2 separate regions of the Pan troglodytes genome follow, and region 2 is linked to region 1. The links are chromatin contacts, called in public HiChIP or PLAC-seq maps. All regions are on one chromosome and are shown on one strand. The core of a region is the stretch at or near the end of the contact, and the rest is flanking DNA. Distances in the headings are between cores, read along the strand shown. Region 1 overlaps CADM1 (cell adhesion molecule 1). Region 2 holds the start of CADM1 (cell adhesion molecule 1).

Region 1 (4,698 bases), core at 1,606-4,105:
CTGCAAAGATGATTTTGTTTCATAGGCAAAATGACCATACAAAAACAAATAACTTCTCAAGCTAAGTCAATTTTGACCGTGACATATTGGCATCTAGAACAAATGGTCACTTTCAGCAGAAGCTTGTTTCATAAATTAGGGGAGAAAGTTCATGAAATGTTAAAAATTCCAACCAAGCAACTGGGATGTAAATTGTGATCAGATTTGGAGTTGACACGTTAAACAGTTTAATCTAGGTACAGCTCTCAGCAGTGCTAGGCATATGCAAGAGAAACAGATGCTTTGAATCATTTCAAAGTACATCCCTGTCAGAAATGTCCTTTGTGACACTAAAATCAATTTCCTACGCCTTTACTAACTGTTCTACCAAAAGAAAAAGGAGGGAGGAAGAGAAAAAAAAAGGACTCTTTTAATGGAAACGTCTTCCCACTGAGGCAAAATTAAACCCAAACCTATTAAACAGTACAAATTTATGTTCAATTTTTATAATTAGTGTTTCTTTGATAGAAAAGATGGCAAAAGGACAGGATGGGACACGACACATTTTCATTGTGGAGAACTACAAAGTTTTTGACTTGTCCTGAAGAAATGAGAGAAATCCAACAAGAGTTGTTAATGTATAAAAATGAGATTCCAGCTCCTGTCCAAACTAGCCCAGAAAACTGCATGAGAACAGATTCTGTTTTACTTGGGAATCTCAACTACTTATACAAACTCAGAAACTTTTTTTTCCCCTCTCATTGCAGATTGTTAAATTCACATGGCCACCTCTCCTGAAAACCTGCAGTGTATCTTTAAATATACTTTTTGACGGGTGCCTGTATCATTGCCTTGGAAATTCAATTAAACACACATCACATATGTTTAGCCAAAAAAAAAAAAAATGAAATAATCAAAACACCACCAAACAAAACAAAAATGGGAACACAAACTGAGTATCTAAATACTATAGCGTGTCACAACTCTCCTGAAAAAGAGGAAAAGTTTCTCAGTCCCACTACCTGGAGCAACACGAATTAAAAACACAATTGTTTCTTTCTTTCCCATTTTAGTTATCTTGACCTACCACAAAGCCCATACTTTTGCTAAAAAGGGAATAAGTCATAATACAGTGCAATTTTCATTCAACTAGGAGGGTGTTTTCTGCATGCTTCTCTCCTCTTGCTTCCCAGTGTTGGTTTAATATGGAGCATTCCAGCTCCTCCTGTACCCAGGCATCCTGCGAAGAGTCCCCAGAGAGTCATATCTCACCAAAACCCAAATAATTTGGCCAGCCATGAACATGCCTGAGAATAATGCCCATTTTCCAAAGGATTTTGTCATTTACTGGACTAAGATACACACATTTTTTAAAATGCTCAGTATGTAAGGTTTTTCAAGTTATTTGGCTTTGGGGGACTCACCCCTACTATTTAGGGTCAGCAATTACCTTGCATCCTATAATGTCTGATCACAATCAAGTCAGCTAGAAACATCTCCACAGTGAGTTAGCTATGTCTAATGAGAAAAGTTCATCTTGGGAGAGTGAGTAACTCAGTTGCAAAGGAGGCATTTAAACATCTGAACAAGGCTCTGTTCATCTTGTTCAGCTTGTTGATAGTTTTCATTCTTTCCACAATGGCCAAAGAAGAGAAAAGGAAGAGGCAGAGGTTTGGGCTACAGTGTGTGATAGTTCCGAGGCGGAATTCCGATCCTTCCATTTGGCACCTCCTCTTGCTAAAGCCAAGAGGAGACATGGGCACAAAAGTAGCAGCAAATGCAAAGAATCTTATCCAGACACAAGCAGCAATAAATTCATCCTTAAAATGTGTAGTGTTACCGTGAATAGTCATTTTGAGCTAAAACCCAGAAAACTGTTATGTTCCTTTAGTGAGGCTATCTGGTCACCTCTAATGCAATGATACAAATGCCAACAATCTCTCCTTAAGGCCCTGAGAAGACTTGGACCAGAGGAAAAGATTTAGCATATGAGACAGCAAGAGAAGCCATACTTAAGGAAGTGTTCTACTAACATCTTTTACAAGGAATAAAACTGACTATATAGCAAGATAAAGTGAGAGAAAATGCAACGTGCTATACTGACTTCCTAGTCAGCAAAAGTTAATGAATTGCAGATCACGAGCAACTCAATGTAAAACCACAGTGTGTGCATGTTATGAAATTACTCCACAAAAGATTGCTTAAGCAAATTTACAATGAAAAACAACATCAAAACACCAAGGAAGTGGAATGAATATAAATCCGAAGCACACTTAAACACCTAGGACATTTATTTTAAGAAGAAGGCGGAAAAAACGGCTCCTCAACCTTCAATGACTTTTAAAAACTATAAAGGAGGATCAGATAAGCATCTAGGTCTTCTTCATAACAATATATATTTTACACAAGCAAGTAAGCCCAGATACAGAAAACTGATCTTCAATTGCCCCTGCAGCCTTGCAGACAGCATGCAAAAATCCAACCGTGGACAGTCTTTAAAGGGTCAAACTGAATACACAACACCTGGAGATGAACACGAAAAATTTAAATAGGGCCTGTGGGTCTCTAAAGAGCAGTTTTTAACTGGCCTATAAGCTAATAAGAGTGGTTATAAACTGTGAACAACCAATGCCCTACACGAAGGAACATTTATCACACTAACATGCCTGTAAAGTGGAGAGGGTTCATCCACATGCTCTCTGCAGCTTCTATCAGAATGTTAATTGTTCATACTGAAGAAAAGGATACATAAGGAATGGCTTTTACCATCATGTGTTAAGTTTATTTTTGTTCCTCTGACCAGTTCCCAAGGGGCAGGAGGCTAATGACTGTTCTTCATCATCAACTGCAAAGGATATTTACATCCATCCTGTAACCATGACAGCTGTGTCACTAATTCCCTAACTACCTCCACCACATGAACCAATCATCTGGCATGAAGCTGCAAGATGGAGTGCCCTGCAGTCATTATTCACCAAGCACTTTCATTAACAAACTGCCCTTAATTACAATGGTAATTGCAAAATTATTTCATAGCAGCAATTATTTTTCTCAGCCAATCCAGGCTATATAAGTAGGACATTGCCTATGAAAATGGCATAAGGCCAAGTAATCTATGACCAAAGATATGTTTTAATTGTACTACCAACTTAGTTTCAAAATATTGCATCAGAGGGCTTTGAAATTACATTATACATCCTATTACACACTACACACACACACACAATAAAAGTAAAGCTAACCTTCCCTACTTATTTTTTTTTAATTTGAAAGCAAAATGCGTACATAACATTCACATTAAGTACCTAAACTAATGCTACTGTCTAGCAAAGTAAAAATAATGAGTCTCTAGATCTAAACCTATACTTTCAGAACTGCTGAACAAACTAACCCATCCTTTAGAAATGCATCAATTCCCTTCCATCCATTCCTTTTACTTAAAAGCCCTTTGTTCTTTCATATTCATACATTTAGATACTCAGCTATGATAAGAAATACTGGAATACCTGTCCATCTGTTGGCCTCATAAATAAAATCACAAAGGAGTTTCCAGAAATCACATCCTAATGTTCAAAATTATAGGCTGAAACACATCTATGCTTAGTTTCCTCAAGTTTCAACTTGAAAATTTGTAAAAATTTACCCTGAAGATGAAACTAGAGTCATAATGTCCTATTTGGGGAATAGTGAATTTTCAGTGAAGTTAGAGTACAAGAAGTGTGTGATCTGGAGACTAGGGAGATGTGGTGGAATCAAGATTAAGCTTTTAATACTGCAATCAGACTACATGAAGACATGAATACTATTCTAAGGAGTTTGGATGTGATCTTGTAGATAGTGAAGACGGCTAGAAGGCAAGGAAAGATGACGGCTTGAATTCAGATACGGGAATGGAAATGGAGGGACAAGTTTGAGAAATCCATGAAGAATTTTGCAGGCAGAATTATACTTGATGACTTTTAGGTACAGACAGCAATAAAGACATATTCAAAGATTGCTCTGAGGTTTCCAGCCTGTTGGAATAGGTAGGTGGTGAGCTAGGTAATGCAGTAAGGATCTGTAATACACATGAGCATTTTAAGTATCTATAGGACATTAACCTAGAGATATTAAGGAAGTAGCAAGAATAATAATTAAAATTTATTGCTTACTTATATGCCAGACACTGTGCTTAATGCATTATATGCATTAACTCACTTGATACTCAAAACAATAGGATCTTGAATTAGATCCTGTTTTTACAACCATTTTTTATAGACAAGAACGCTGAGGCTCAATGAGATGAAAGGATCCAAGGTCACTATGGCAGAGAATGCTAGTTGCCTCGCAAACATCCATTCTTCTTTCTGTCCTTGGTAACAGAACCCCTCTTTTTAAGCTGTGTCTGGTAAAGATAACATTTCCTACCTCCCTCACATCTAGGTCATGAGCTTTAAGAGGAAGTGTTGCGTGGGTTGGAAAAGAAACTGGTTGTGCCAAAAGAAGCTCTTCTTTGTCTTTCCTTGCTGCCTAACAGGCAGCAGCACTGGCAAAAACTCCATCTTGGACCATGAGATGACCATCAGTAAAAAAGTCACCAACTGAGGATGGTGAAGCAGAAAAAAGAAGGCTGAATTCAAGATTTTTGTGGAAGCACCATACATGCCCTGGATTGCCCATCTCTCCACTTCTTTCTACTTTAAATAATGTTTTAAAAAACATTATTTAAATCACTATTTT
Region 2 (4,732 bases), core at 1,532-4,031, 190 kb after region 1:
AAGCTTAAACAGAACTGAGGAGGAAAAGTCCCTTGGTGCCCACCTGAAATTTACCCCTGGGGTATGGGACCCCGGAATGAGCCAAGACCTCCTCTCAAACTCACCACGAAATATATATATGCATTAAGAGAAAAAAATTAAGAAAGTCATCTCATCCCCTCACTACAAATCAAACCCAATTACTTTCTAATTTGAACACAATCTGATAACCAGCATACAAACAGGGATGTACACAAGAGCAAGAAGCTGCTTCCATGGTAACTGGCAACAGAATTTTCATGTAGCTTTGACATGCACGGTTGAGTTCCAGACCGCTCCTAAGTCAGCATATATCCCTCGCAGGGAAGGCAACTTCTCACCGCGAGATAGTTACAAATATAGTACCGTTGCTACTACCCGGTGCCTTCAATGAGCAGTCTTGACAGGGGAGGCATAATCTAATCCTACTTCTGCTGCCAAGCGTCATTGCACGACTCCCATTTTTAGTCAAAAAGCAATATCCCCGACCACAGCTTTCCACCGCCCCCCGGCTTTTTTTTTTTTTTTGCAGCCAATACAAGTCTATTGTTGCCTCTATTATGCGCCAGTTACCGAGCCTTTACTCACGCTCACGTTTAACTGACACTGGCGCTTTTTACAATGCAGCAGCACGAGGGATCTCTTTCAGGAACATTTTATTGAACCCATCCAGTCAGAGGCATCACCTGAAATGAAGTTGTAACCACACCGGCATCGGCTGAACCCAATTATCTCGTAACTCATAAATTAAGAATTCACAGAGGAAAAACACATAAACAACATCCGGAGACAGTGGCATGGAAGAAAAAAACCCTCAGCGCTGGAATTGACGCTGCTGCCAGACGCCCCCCAATAGGTTCCCCAAGCCGAGCTCCTTTGCAAGCCTATTTTGGGGGCAAGCAGCCAACCCGGCGTCCCCCAAATCTCAAGCTAGCACCCCTACACATCCCCCGTCTCCTACAGCGTGTCTCCTGCGGTGTTTACATAACTGTGTGTCCTCTAGCGTGTAAACAAAAGGCACAGCCCAAGCGGAGAGGCGCCCCTGAAGCGGCACCGTGGCCCCAACGCTGTGCCCGCCCGGGCCTGGGGCTCCGCAGGTGGGGGCTGAGCTCTCGGCGTCCTCCGCCACTTGTTGCTCCCGGGTCCTGCAGCTCTGGAGCTGCAAGGAGGGGCTTTGCAGGCTCAGAGCCCTGCTGCATCCCCTCCTGCATCGCCGCTCGCACCCCGCGGCCCCGTGCCACTCGGTCCCGGCGCCCGCCTGGAGCCTGCAGCAGGGGCCAGGGGACGCCGCGCGGCTGCCAAGCGCGGCGAGGTGGCGGGAAGGGAGGCTGGGTGCAGCACGGCCGGCCTCTCCTCTGGGGAAGAGCTCCGGCTCCCTTTTGTTAGCAAAAGCAAACACTGCCCTCTTCTTTCCCGACCGCGCCAACGCGCCCGGCACACGGGCAGCCACACATCGGGCTCCAGCCGAGTGCTCGGTGTCTTCAGGGAAGGCACCGGGCGTGCAGGGCCGCCCCTAGGCAAATTCCCAAGACTGCTCTTCACGCAGGGAGCGCGCGGAGGCCCGCAGGGTGCCCGCCTGGCCGCAGAGGCCGCGACGCCCCCTCCGCCACCCTCGGGCCGCCGAAAGAACAGGCAGCCGGGAAATCCCGTGTCCCCACTCGTGGCAGAGGACGCTGTGGGGCGGGCGGGCTGCGGGCTCCCGGCGCCTTCCCGCAGAGGCGGCGACAGCGGCCGCCCCCCCCGCGGGGCCGGGCCGGGGAACTTTCCCCGCCTGGAGCCGGGCCAAAAAGACCCGCAGCAGAGCCGAGGGGGCGGAGGGCTGCGAACGGCCGGAGGGAAACACGAGAGGCGTGCAGTTTGGGGACAGGGGAGAAAGGCAGAGCGCGTTGGGGGAAGGGGCAGGGGAGATCAGACAAGTCTGGGGATGTCCTGGGGACCGGGGAGAAATCACGCCGCGGGCGGCTGGGAGTCAGCCACCAGGAGGCTTCGGGGATGGAGAACTGGGGGGGTCCTCTGGAGAGGTGGGGGCGAATGGGCAGCCCTGGGAGGTGGGAGGATCTGCAAGTTACGGGGAAAACGGCGAGTTTAGAAGGGTCCGGAAGGGTTGAGGTTGTCTTTGAACCATCCCCTTCCCCCATGCTTTACAGCCCCCGGGCCCCCCATTCTCACTCCACTCTGCACCCCGCGCCAAGCCGGGGAGAGAAGGTGTGGGTGCAGCCATCCCTGGGGACTCTCATTCACACTTAGCCGGGCAGGGGAGAAGGGGCTCACAGATCCCCTCAGCCCCTTCCCTCTCAGCCCTGAGTTTCCTCTCCACACTCCCTCCGCTTCGGATTTAGGAAGTGGGGGGAGGTTGTCATGGAAACGTTTCCCCCCCTCTGTGGCTAAGGCTACTGGGGTGCCTTCGGAGATTTAGGGGCCAACCGGTCGGTGCCCACACCTACCTGTGGGGATCAGTGCCGCGGCGGAGAAGAGCAACAGCAGAAGCCGGAGCCGGAGCCCGGGAGGCGCCGCCGCCGCCGCTGCCGCCGCACACTGGGATCCGCTCGGCAGCACTACACTCGCCATGTCGGGCACCTGCCTCAGACTGGCGGCGTTGGCTGCCTCCAGAGCCCGAGCGGACAGCTAATGAGATGCTAATGACATGCGCTGGAGGCGGAGTCCGGGCAGACCAATCACAGCGCCGCGAGCCCAACCCGGCTCTTGGAGGGCCTCGCCCCCTCCCCCACCCCGCCCCCTGGCGCTGGCGTTCGGCGGCGCGCCCGCGCCACCTAGGGGCGGGGCCAAGGGGAGGGGCGTATGCAAATATGTTTATGTTAAAATTCGGTTTTGCTTTCCCCGGATCAAGGAAAAAGTGTTCTCCCGGGCGCCTGGCGTGCAAGGACTCGGGCTCCAGGGGGCGGGTCTAGCTTCTTGTACACCTTTATTAGGAATGTTTATAGCAATCGCTGTATCAGACCGACGACTGGAGAATCTCCCTTAAGAGGGTCCTCTGTCCCGCGCACCGAGTGCATCTGGCCTAGCGAACCAGACGTTGCAAATTTCCGTCACTCACCTTGCACCGAAGGAATAGATCTTTGGGAACGGGGGCTGTGCGGGAGTGGAGAGTAAGAAGGCAGGTCCCCGGATTGACAAAACAATCTGGGAGAAGTGCATGCGTGCTTTGCACGTCCGGCGGAGCGGGAGAGCCCGCTCAACAGCCTAGCGGTAGACTCGGGGATAGTTGGAGAAGGCAGCCGTAGAGTCGGGTTCTGAGATTTTCCAGTCGGTCTTTTTGCGGCAGAATCTCGGGAAAGGTAGATCGAGGAGGGTATGCTCAGGCTCCTCCGCTTGTCGAGGGTCTCCTCCCTGGTTTTAATATATAGGTGTGTGTTGAATATATGTGTGAAATATTTGTAATATTAGATATTTAAGATTACACAACAACGGAAAAAATTAGTCAAGGCTTCAGGTGAAGAGCGGGGGTGGTGGGAGTTGGGGAGAGGGAGTGTGGTGAAGGCAGGGTCTGCCGTGTTCCTCCTTCGGGGCTCAAACCCTCTCACTCCTCCTCTGCGCCCCCAGCCCTTCCTAAGGAAGCTGGGGACCAACAGGTGCTCCGAGCTTCCCCTGTCTCTGGGAGAGCCTCTCCTGCTAAAGCGACTTGCATCTCCGGACTCACTCTCCCTCCCCGAAATTCTCTTTGCTTTCTTTTCAGCCAGGCAGCCGGCTCTCTTGTTTGTCTGCTTTTTAATTACTTATTTTCTTCCCCTCTAGAAGATCGTGTGCGCTCTGACCCTCTGTTGCTCAAGCATCAAATTGAAGGACGAGCCATATTAAGTGTAAAGGTTTATAATAATTTAAGTATTCATAGAATGCAGAACAATAAGATGTAGGAAATACAATTTGCATAATAAATATCAATATCACAACAGCTAAAACAAACCATGACAAATTATCTGTGGCTAAATGACCAAGAGATTACTGAATGTAAATTGCTAAGTCTGAGCTATAGTCTAGAAGAGCTGCACCAAATGACTTCCCCAGCCTTCTGTCCTCATCTTGCTATAAAATAAATAAATAATACATATCAAAAAGGAAGTCATGATCTGCCAACCCACCAAATGAGTTACACTTAAAAACAGCCTCCTATTATCCATTATGCATAAACTAATTTCGAGACTGCCCGGTCTTCACAGCCCTGGATATTCTGCTCTGTAATTACAGGCCCCGATGCATGAACTGCAGGCAGTCCTTCAGAAGTGGGGAAAGCTCCAACAGGAGAACAGCACTACAGGAGACAGGAAACCATTGCCACGTGGGTGCCAGGATAATGCCCAGTCTGCAAAGTCCTACCTGTTCTTACTACCTCTGGCAGTGAGGTACCTGGGTCGGACCAAATAGAGAGCAAAGTTCCACCAAAATTGGAATAAAAAATTTAAGGCCAGCCGGGCACGCTGACTCATGCCTGTAATCCCAGCACTTTGGGAGGTTGAGGCAGATGGATCACCTGAGGTCAGGAGTTCGAGATCAACCTGGCCAACACGGTGAAACTCCGTCTCTAATAAAAATACAAAAATTAGCCAGGCGTGATGACATACACCTGTAATCCCAGCTACTCAGGAGGCTGAGGCAGGAGGATCACTTGAACCCAGGAGGCGGAGGTTGCAGTGAGCTGAGATCGCATCATTGCACTCCAGCCTGGGCGACAAGAGTGAAACTCCGTCTCAAAAAAAAA

The links. HiChIP or PLAC-seq counts read pairs in DNA pulled down with a chosen protein or histone mark.
Region 2: a contact with region 1 is called in an H3K4me3 HiChIP or PLAC-seq map of stem cell-derived excitatory neurons, with 3 times the contacts expected there. The contact joins the promoter of CADM1 here to the enhancer-like site in region 1. A contact is called at or near these places in 4 of 7 Hi-C or Micro-C datasets (blood, induced pluripotent stem cells and stem cell-derived neural progenitor cells), 1 of 1 datasets of contacts at active chromatin or transcription factors (stem cell-derived excitatory neurons) and 1 of 1 other capture datasets (stem cell-derived neural stem cells).

The regions. Positions count from the first base shown.
Region 1 is chr9:117,257,881-117,262,578 of NHGRI_mPanTro3-v2.0_pri, forward strand. The region is part of intron 1 of CADM1 (cell adhesion molecule 1); the gene reads right to left. Among named protein-coding and RNA genes, the nearest start is that of CADM1, 190 kb to the right of the region's middle. Within about 2 kb of position 2,856, at least 1 of the 24 cell types and tissues checked has an H3K27ac peak or open chromatin away from gene starts, as enhancers often do. A contact at or near this core is called in stem cell-derived excitatory neurons, where this site is marked.
Region 2 is chr9:117,446,835-117,451,566 of NHGRI_mPanTro3-v2.0_pri, forward strand. CADM1 (cell adhesion molecule 1) reads right to left here and starts at 2,782. Exons shown (of 10, transcript XM_009424220.5): 1 at 2,463-2,782. The coding sequence starts at 2,586.